Linked DNA regions of Rattus norvegicus: region 1 is linked to region 2. Evidence: chromatin contacts called from public Hi-C data. All regions are on one chromosome and are shown on one strand. The core of a region is the stretch at or near the end of the contact, and the rest is flanking DNA. Distances in the headings are between cores, read along the strand shown.

Region 1 (5,512 bases), core at 252-2,751, 380 kb before region 2:
CTCTGTTCTCAAATTCAGATAGTTCCTGAGCTGGTGTGTGCATGCGACCCGCCCAAAGCACAAAGCAGGTTAGCACAAAATTCACTGATACACGGTTGTATGTTTGCATGTACATGTGTGTAAGAAGCCAGATGTTTAGGTCAGGTGTCCTCCTCAATCACTCTCTGCCTTATTGTTTGAGGCAGGGTTTCTTACTGAACCCCAGTTCCTAACACATTACCGGAAGGAGGAATGGAAGGGAGGGCTTTCCACCCATCAGAAGCCTCTGCTGCTTCTAGTTCTTTGACTTGACTTAATTAATAGTTACTCCTTTGCTCACCTGCCACTCTCCTGTACATGTGCGCATGTGCTCGCATTCACACACACGCACGCACGCACGCACGCACGCACAGAGTTTGGCTAGCCTGGTTGTCCAGCCAGCTCCAGAGGTCTGTGTCCATGTATCGCCACGGCTGGATCATGTTACGCAAGTTGGTGCTGGGGTCCAAAGCTGGCTCCTCATGCTTGAACAGCAGACACTTCACCAACGGAGCCATCTCCCCAGCCAACCCTTTTGCTTTTCAAAAAATGTCTTCCCCAGTATGTTGTTCACATAATAATCTGATTTTCTTATAAAAATGTAACCCCATCTCCTTGTAGAAAATTCAGGAAACAATGTATAATTCTACCATGTTTCTCACCACTGCAGTCTTACTTTTCCAATTAGTCATCTGTTACATGTCTGTGACTTGTCCTTCAACAGAATATTCTTAAAGAACATATAGGGTTCATGTGTGTATACATGCTGTCCTTGGATGTTTGACTAATATCTTCAGTTGTTTTTATATGCACCCATGATTCCCTGGGATAACTTTCTAGGATTACACTCATAGTATAAAACAACAAAAAGTTAACATTTACAAAGTACTCATTAAGTCAAACTGTGTCCTTTATTAAGAATCTCCTATAATTCAATCCTCTAATAATCATAGGACATACTATATAGTATTACCACCTTATAGTCAGGCTCAAAGAATTGCTGACTGATTAAAGTCATCAATACTGTGTGGGGCAGGCCTCTTGTACACTAATGCTAGGGCTATAGCATTCATATTCTAGCTGATTCTCCAGTACAGCTGCCGAAGTGCCTCACACACCCACACCCTGTGATCTAATGCAGTGTAAAATGTAGTCATCGCGTTCCTTTTCTATTTTTCCTGATGCTGTCTTCCAGGGCTATTGCGATATGCTTCTGGCTTGGGTTTCATTCACACCAAGTGCGTGTGCCTGTGCCTGTGCCTGTGTGTGTGCCTGTGCCTGTGCCTGTGTGTGTGCCTGTGCCTGTGTGTGTGTTTTACCCTGTGTATACCACGGTTTCCTCGGAGCGTCTGCAGCCTTCCTCCTCCTCATCAAGACTTTCCGTTTCCTGTGCTTCCCATCTTGTTCACCCATCTGTTCGAGCAAGACTGGGTGCCTTTCCTGTCTCTAGCTGCTATTTTTGGCTGGTTCCTGCTGCTGCTGCTGTCAGTGTTGGCTCCCATGTCTGCTTGTCTTGTGATCTGAGGACACTCTTAGAAGCTGAGCAGAACCCATCCCAGGGCCCTTCTTGCCTCACTTTGCTACAGCTCTGGCAGTCACTGCTGCCCATGAGTGACCCTCAAACCTGCTGTTTATTAGGGTCAGTGGGGACAGCAGAGTGCATGTCGGACCCCAGCATCTAACATATTACTGGGAGGAAGAATGGGAGAGAGGGCCTTCTGTCCATCTGAAGCTCCTGCTCCTCCCAGTTCTGTGCCTTGACTTCGTCACTGGTTCTTCCTTTGCTCACCTGCCACTCCCCTCCTCTACACACACACACACACACACACACACACACACACACACACACACACACTGGATCCTTCTTTCCTGAAACATGCTTTTCCATGTCTTCTGATTCCTCCTCCTTCAGTGCCTTCAGAATTGTCATCTAGAAAACATGCTTTTGTTCCATGTTGGAAGCTGTCCCCTCCTCCAGGTCTATGGAGAGTCCCACCACAGCGTCTGCAGAGCTTCCTACTCCTTTTCTTGGCTTTAAGAACGCACAGACCGTGTCTTCCTCTAAAGCCATAGAGGCCAGGGGCCCACATCGCAACTGTTACTGTCTTTTCTACAAGGCTTTAACACAATGTAAATGAATGTATTTATTAAACAAGTCGATAGGTAAGTGAATAAAGAATGAACTACAAAACCTTATACTACTAGTTAAGAACTACCAGAACGTTATTGAAGCTTTAATATAGCTATTATAGAAAGATATATTTTATAAACAACCAAATTGTATAATATTCAGACAATTTAATGCCCCTGTAGAAATGCCTTTTTTATCTTTTAAATAAGTTCTCACCATGTAACCCAGGCTGACCTTGAACTCCCAGAAATCATCCTGCCTCACCCTATGAGTAGTAGAATGTGAAATGTGCCGCAATGCTAAACCATTTCTAAACATTTTATAAAGGAAATAATTTGGTAAGCCACCAGAAGTTAGGACTCTCCATTAAAGCTGGTGAATGTGTGCTAGAAGAAACTGAGATATTTGCTAGGAGAGCCATAGAACGTGCATGCGAGTGCACCCACAGGAGAAATGGGATAGGGGGCCAAGTAGCCTGGTTCTTGGTTAGGGCTAACCTGAGTATAGACTCCCAGAGAATATGCTGACAGAGGGATATCTGTTACATAAATGAGAGAATCTACCGTACAGACTTGTTGTGAAGAGTATGGGTTCATACATGCAAAGCTTGTATATTTATATCAGTATATTTAATTTAATGTCACTCTTCAAGACGTTAGATGCTAGCTTTTTTTCTTTTCTAGTAAAGTAGCCCCTGCCCTCTAATTCTCACCTACGGGGCTTCCAAATACACTGTGCTCTGTAGGTAGCCTGGCCTTAGGTGTCCATTTCGTGCTTTGTATATGAATTTGTCTTCCAAAGGTAGGACAATGCTGGGATCTTGTGTCCTTTATTGATCGTTTGCTACATGAAGTTTTGAAATCAGAAACTAGTATTTTCTGACAGTGAGTCATAAAATTCTGTACTTTAAGCCTGTTTCATTGTTTTAGCTTAATTGTTTAAAAAGAAACTGTGAGACTTGACTTACTGAGTGCATGTCCTGCCAGTAATCTTCATGCATGTTCATTTCCTTCTTCCACCATTCCTGGCAGACAGAGGTGTGAAGAAGAGGAATTAAAGAATTTGTTCAAAGTTATTTGGCTCATAAATGGAAGAAAAATAGGATTTGAACCCAGGAATGTCTACTCGCAAATTCCATCATGACCCCACCACATCCCTTCCTATAACAGGAAGTAGACCATATGAGCAAGAGTAAACTCAGTGAGCACAGTGAGCATTTCCTTTCAGGACCGTTAAGTGGTTGTTTTCATATGACCTCGGGGTGATTGGGCAAGCATTTCTTCTTTATCACAGAAGGCAGGGTAATGAAGGCAAGTGACTAAAGCTGCCTTGCGGAGAGCATTGTTAGCTGGAGGAGTGCACAGCACGAGACACTAAGCTAGAGATTAAAGTGGCTTCTGACAGTTTTAGAATTGCAATTATATAATATGATGAGAATAAGCGGCAAGCCACCCTTTGTTCCCATGTGATCCCATTTCTATTTATAAACTCTGGGTGATAGCTGAAGGCTTTAAGAATGTTTTTCACATTCAACAACCTCGGTAAGGATGAGAAACTGCATTTCAGACTGCCAAATATAAGAGCTTCTTGGCCTTTTGCACCTGCTTCAACCAGAGCAATCCTCTTGGGTCTCAATAAGCTTTCCCCTGAAAATGAAGGTTTGAATGAATAAGTGTGCCCTTTTAACAGTGTTTGTGTGGACACCGAGTCTGTCTGTGTTGAGATTCATTTGGGTTCTAGGCTTATAACAAAGCCCTTAGTTAAAAAAAGAAAAGGAAAGAAAACTTGGGAAATTGTAGTTTCTTACCCTTCTAAATTTAGCAGCTAGTGCCTAGGACCACCCACACAGATGCAAACCCTGTAGTGCCTATGGCCTCTATGGGAGGGTGATAGCGTCTAGCATGGCAGAGCAGGGACCTTTGAGCTTCGAACACTTCTGCTGCTCAGTACCTCAAACCAGAAGGCCACATCTCTGTCCTCTAAATGTTTCCCTCCCAGCTTTCCAAAAGCAAGGCACTAAGTAGAATAAAACCTTTTGCATAAGAGTGTATACCAGGGGCTCACAGCCATCTATAATGCCCTCTTCTGTTGTGTCCAAAGACAGCTACCGTGTACTCATCATACATATAAAATAAATAAATAAAAGTTTAAAGGAAAGAGTGTCTACCAGGGGCTAAAGTTCCTAAGGGCTTTTGTGTTTCAATGGATGTGGTTGCTAATCTAGTAAACAACTACCCTGAGTAAACAGTTGATTTTAAACCAGGAAGCTCCTCTTTTCTGGTGTTCTCTGTATTCTATGAGTATTCAGCATCCTAACTACTAGCTACAACCAGACCCTAGCTTGGGTCAAGGGCTAAATGCTGGTTGGGTTTGTTATTACCACTAAAAGACGACTCTGTGAAGGCAGCAAGAGGCTGGGGCCAGGATTCCCAGAGCTCCAGGATTCCCAGGATCCTCCAAAGGGTTGAGTTTCCACTAGGGCTGGAGAGGGAGATGACCAAGAGCCACAATACAGGAATAGAACTTACGTCTCTTGGTTCTATATGTAAGCTCTCTCACACAGCAGTCGCCCACATTCAGCCATCTCTCAATGCATAGGGACAGCTCCAAAATTTAGCATCACGGGGCTCCATTTTAACCTTCAGTCTGTGAGTTAGGAGCTCGGACAGGGTTCGTTGGGCTGTGCTTTGCTCCAGGTAATATCAGCAGGATCTATTTCTTGCCTGGCTACAGCTAGGGTGGACTAAAAGAAGCCAGGACAACCTTTTAACTGTCTAGAACCTCACTGCTTCTCCTATGGCCATTCTTCCACCATAATGGATGCTCTAACCTGAACCTCGTATATAACCATGGTGATCTTCCTTCAGTGAAAGCAGAATTTGCCAAGCTTCTTAAACTTTCCCCAACTTGACTTTTCTGCAGTCTCCAAATGAAGGCAGTGAGGCCAGTACAAATGCAAGAGATGGAGAGGGATGCTTGCAGGCTAATGAGGCCACATGCACTTTCAAAGAGAAGGAATATTTGATGCTGTCTCCACAAACTGACTGCAGCTGTCACAGACCAAGAAATACTAATTGCCATAGTTACCTTATAGAACAGAGGTGTGAAAAGGAATGGAGAAAGGAAGAGAAAGAAGCAGCTGGGAACAGCCCATCCTTCTTCACCTTGATGCCCAGCTGGCGTTGGATAGGTGGCTCTGCCTGCCCCCGTTAGCATCCTTTGGTTGAGCTGTGGTGCTCGTCATCCTTATTGGACAGTAGAAGGAGCTGCTGAACTTCACAGGATGCATAGGAACATGGGACGGGCTTGTGTAATCCTACAGCAGACACCTTGCAGTTCACTTTTGAGCACTGCTGTGTCTGA
Region 2 (5,435 bases), core at 1,557-4,056:
TTGCATGGCAGACAGTGACCAGATGAAGAAGCACTAAAGAATTGTCTGAAACCTCCTATATGAGGCCATGAGCTTCTGAATACATTGCTGTGGTCCACGGAGGCTGGAGAAGAATAGAGGAGTTCCTGGATCAGCTATGGGAGACTTTGAAATTGTTTCTAGGCAGATCATTTTATTTTTGTTTAATCAAATAAACAGTGAGCTTTCCCATGGAGTAGAGGCAACTTAATAAGAAACTAATTAGTCTAATGCTGGGGATACAGGCATGAACCAAACCAAGACCCTGATTCATAGGACTTAGAGGCTTGGAGGTGAAGGTGAAGCAGAACAAAGTGAACCAGTAGGTAAATAACTCGCACTTTCAATTGTCATAGATGCTACAAAGCAGAAGAATTAGCGATATTAGATATTAGATATGAAGACATTCATGGTGACAGAGCATCTACTCCAGGGTTCCTAAATCTCAGCAGTAAGTGCATGTGCAAAGGTGGGATGGAGTCCTCCACGTTAGAGAAAAGGAAAACAAAACAAAGGTTAGAAGCAACACGAATCACCCGTGAGGAAGGGGGAGAGCAAGCTATATCTGGTTGACCAAGACTTCATTGAGCAGTGAGTTCACATTTTATCCAAAAGTATGTCCAACTCCTATTTGTCTCTACTACCTGTATTATCTCAACCAACCTTAGCAACGGAACTCTCAGATTCTAGACAGGGACATGGCTGCCTTCGGTAGAAACTACATTTCCCAGAATCCTATGTGATTTGGTTCTGCCCAATGAGACATAAACAGAAGTACTAGAAGCAAGTTGGGGGAAGTATCTTCAAAGCAGAGGCTGTGTTGGGGATTTAGCTCAGTGGTAGAGGGCTTGCCTAGGAAGCGCAAGGCCCTGGGTTCGGTCCCCAGCTCCGAAAAAAAAAAAAAAAAAAAAGAACCAAAAATGAATAAATAAATAAAGCAGAGGCTGCATTCTTCCACTTCCCAGTTGATAGGAATGCTGACATAGGAATGCTGACAAGATGGTAGGATTTTGCCCCTGAGGTGTGGTGAAGGAGCCACATTTCTGAGGAGAGCAGCACTAGATCCCTGTCACCATGGCAGGGGACATAGGAGTTCTGGGTAGAGACCTGGACTTCTTCATGAGAGAAAATTACACTTAGATTTAAATTTGAGGCTTTTGTCCCTCTCTGCTAAGCCAATTCTAAATCAATGGTAACATTTAAAGACTTTTCAAAAAAAAAAAAAAGTTAAAGACCTGTGTTAAAGACCTGTGTTGTGACTGTTAAACTCAAACATAATTTCAACAGTTTTTATAAGGTTCCTGACTAGATACTTAGCATAAGTGTAGTGGTAAATATTATAAAAGAATCTACCAACCCACACTAGTGCCAGCTCCAGCGGGCCACATGGCATCTTAGTCAACAAAGCATCTCAACCCAACTTGCTAAGTTTCCAGTTCCCATCCCAAGCTGCCAACCACTCTTCTCTGGCCAGCGCAGCAGCCACCATCTTGGGACTCTGCCGTGAACTCTGTTCACACTTCCAGCATCTGCCCCTGTGCCACAACTTCCAATAACCTGTTAACATCAAAGCTCAATAAGCTTGTAAATTATCAACCAGATTTATATCAGTAAATCCTCACCCAACAAACTGTCCATACAATAAACTCTGAACTAATTAATATTATTATAAACTGCCCACCTAGATAAGACAAAGTGTCCTGTAAAAAAACCCATCCCTTATGAAATATTCGTAACTACCTGCGTCCCCTCAAGGCCACACAGATTTGGGCTGTCCTTCTCCTCCTCCATCTTGGCTCTCCTCTCTCTCTCTCTCTCTCTCTCTCTCTCTCTCTCTCTCTCTCTCTCTCTCTCCTCTCTTCAAATCTCTGTGCCCACCTTACGTTTTCACTGCCCAATCACAGGCCTTGCCTTACCTTGTGCCTGCCCTCACCTGCGTATAGACATCAGTCCACCCATAAGAACCAGACGCTGGGAATATTGTTTACATTTTGTTTGTCCTCTCATTAGCATAGTCAATTGGTAAGGTGTTGTTTGCAAAGCGCATTTGATATTATAGAAGACAAAAGTCACCAACAATTAATGCGTCCTTTAAAAGTCATCACTAGCAAACCGCAGGTCACTAATGAAGGCTTTCTCATTAGTGACTCTGAGAAAGCGGATGTCGCTAACATAAGGCAAAACCTTGTTTAAAGCTTCTTCTCTGGTCCAGGCACAGTGGGAAGCACTAAGGCTCAAAGCTCCAGCCCAGCAAAAACTTTACAGAAAGCTTTTATTTGTTCAATTCAACAATTAATCGGTCTCTGCTGACCAGACCAAGCAAAGCAAACAGGCAGAAATCACTCCCTTGTTTGAAATCAGGAATTAGCCAGGAAATCTCAGGCCCTGGGCTTCAGACACCTGCTGATGAAAGCTGCTTTTGCTATGATATTGCTGAAGCTGTCCCCAGGGCTGCAGAGATCTTACAAATGCACGCCACCTCCCTGCAGGAGAGAAACCCAGAACTGTGCCAGGAAAGGAAAAGTGCAAAGCCTTAGTAAGCAACCCTCTGTCCATTTGCAAGCACAGATGAAGCAGGCTGAGGAGAACCAGGACAAAGGATGTCAGAAAATCTCTGAGTCAGATGGCGAGCGTACGATCCCCAGGACTCACACAGAAGTAAGAACTGACTCCTGCAGACACCAGAGCGAACGTGTACATGCATGGGTAATCATGAGCATGGATGTGCACACATGCAAACACACGCACAATAAATAATCTCAGGAGACAGCTGTACCAGGACAGACAGGCTATTTTGAGAATCTCTGAGCCAGAGGGTGTATGCCAGTGAGTAAAAAAGGAGCAGAGGCGTGGGTATGTTGTGATGTGTATGAAGAAAGGCACTCACACGCATAAGCAAAGTGACATGCCTTCAGAGACACTGAGGGGACTGACAGCATCCAAGAGGGTCTGCCTCAAGTGGAACAGAGAGACTTGGGGGTGTCAGCAGTGTTCAGACTGTCATCGTCTGTACATCTGGTTTGTATGACTTGAAATTTTCTTTTCTTGAAAAGCAGGAAACTGATACAAGTGGCTACAAAAATTAAATAAGAGATTAGAAAAACACTGAAGAACTTGCTCTTGGGAGGGTGTAGCAGGTAGCTTTTAAACACTCATTTCTTATGTGATGATTCCCATTTCTGAGCTGAACTGTCTTAGTTAGGGTTTTACTGCTGTGAACAGACACCATGACCAAGGCAACTCTTATAAGAGTAACATTTAATTGAGGCTGCCTTATAGTTTCAGAGGTTCAGGCCATTATCCTCAAGGCAGGAACATGGCAGCGTCCAGACAGACATGGAGCTGGAGGAGCTGAGAGTTCTCCATCTTCATCTGAAGGCTGCTAGAAGAAGACTTGCTTTGCCTAGGGTATTAAATCCCACAGCCTCAGTGACACACCTACTCCAACAAGGCCACACCTCCCAATAGTGCCACTCCCTGGGCTAAGCATCTACAAAACATGGTACCAACACAACTTTGGGAGTCAAAAAGAGCAAAAATGGAATGAAAGCAATTCTTGTGCTCAACTAATGTTAGAGGTTATAACCAGTAGATGGCAAAGAAATGAAAGCGTAAGAGTAGGGTACGGTAGAACAAAATAGTCGCTCATTTAAAATTGGTGTGAAGTCTATGTGGTCAGATCAAAGAGCCAGAGAGTTCACACAAAAATGTGAGTGAAAGAGCTGAGGAAGTTCACTACATTAAAAAGAAGGAGGAGGGGGAGGGAGGAAGGGAGACAAAACATAGGCCAGGCATGGTGGCATAGGTCTTTAATCCCAGAACTTGGAAGGCAGAGGCAGGCAGGCCTCTGTGATTTTTGAGGGTAGCCTGGTCTCTACAGCAAGTCCAGGCCAGGCAGAGATTTATACTGAGAACCTCCCCCTTCCCCCCATCTCAAAAACAAACAAAAAAGATAAGACCCAAAGAAATATGAAAAAGCTAAATGGATCTCCCCACATTAGCACAAGTAGAACACACAATTCTTAAGAGGCACCATTTTTAAAAGTCTAGAAATCACTTGGCACCTAGAGATAAATCTACTGAAGGCAAGCAACGCCAGATGGAGAGAACCTCCAAACTTCTGTGAAATGGATTTACAAGATAAAACTATGATGGCTCATGATTTGTGGAATGCCAGGTGACTCAATGTTGTGAAAATGTCTGTTCTCTCTCTGCTACACTAGAATGGCTTTGATACAAATTATAATAAGCTTTTGTTTCATGTCAACAATTTTGTTCTGAAAAATGTATGTGGAAGGCTGAAGGTAAGAAATGGTCATGAGGTTGTGATTGGGAGACAGGCACTTACCTCAGCCTGTAGTTGGTCTATGGTGGAGTGCAAAGGAGGTCTCAAAAGGAAACAAAGGGGGAGGGGCTTATTACCAGATAAATCTATTCATCAATAGTGATACAAGTGTTAAGTCAGCATGATATACACAAAAGAATATGCAAATGTCAGTAGAACAGAAAGAAGAAACTAGAGAGAGAGCTGCACATACTAGGAGCTAGATAGATGTAAGGCCTAAGTCAAAAACCAAACCAGGGAGCTACAGATGGGATTGTGGGTAATCTATACTGTAACAAACATGTTCCCCTGTACACAATGAAATCAATTCTACATCAAGCAAATATGTAAACATGAAAGACAAGGATTTAAACAATTTAGGAGATGATTTGGGACTATAGATTCATAACCCTGAAGTAAGGAGAAAAATTAAGATACAAAGGGTCCCAAATCAAATACCGTGATAATAGACTTAGTTCTATTAAAAGTAACAATTTCTTTTCATCAACAAGTAATATAAGAAATAATCTTTCCTAACAAATGCAAGGTCTCTCTCCTTCAGGGAAAGACTGTTTGCAGAAGAGAAAACGTCTACCCAAAACAATTCCAGAGAACTGAGAGGAAATAAGGGCTCAGAGAAGCTGGAAAATTAACAATCACTTCTCCACAGTTGGTGTTTAATCCACCTATCTTTTCTCTGTTTATTTATGGCAGAATTCCTCAGTTCCCTTTATACAAAGTTCACTATAGCAGCATCAACCCTCAAATTTCCTGCCACTGTCAAACTTCTTTCTACACAGCTCCTGGCCACACATCAGTTAGCCTTGTATTAAGGCAGCCATCAACATACACAGTGCCTGCTGCTTTCCCTGGGAAAGAAGAGCTTTCATTAACCCTTTGCTATTGTTAAATTGGTAAAGGCCACCTGCCAATTCTGACTGAGGACCTCATGGTGAGTATCAAAATGTGATGCATGGGGAGACGAATGATATATCTTGTTTAAGGAAGCAGCAGCAAAGAGACAGGGAAGGAGAAAAGAAGAGGAAGGGAGAGGAGGATGGAGAGGGGAGGGGAGGGAACTCAGGTGAAGCCA

What was found. Hi-C and Micro-C count contacts between places; a contact is called where the count stands out from the background.
Region 1: a contact with region 2 is called in a Hi-C map of frontal cortex, with 1.5 times the contacts expected there. The contact joins two enhancer-like sites. A contact is called at or near these places in 2 of 12 Hi-C or Micro-C datasets (frontal cortex and prefrontal cortex).

What each region holds. Positions count from the first base shown.
Region 1 is chr9:3,781,375-3,786,886 of GRCr8, reverse strand. All of the region lies in intron 18 of Tbc1d5 (TBC1 domain family, member 5), which reads left to right. Among named protein-coding and RNA genes, the nearest start is that of Plcl2, 250 kb to the right of the region's middle. Within about 2 kb of position 1,501, at least 42 of the 93 cell types and tissues checked have an H3K27ac peak or open chromatin away from gene starts, as enhancers often do.
Region 2 is chr9:3,407,427-3,412,861 of GRCr8, reverse strand. No RefSeq gene overlaps it. Among named protein-coding and RNA genes, the nearest start is that of Spetex2el9, 58 kb to the right of the region's middle. Within about 2 kb of position 2,806, at least 10 of the 93 cell types and tissues checked have an H3K27ac peak or open chromatin away from gene starts, as enhancers often do.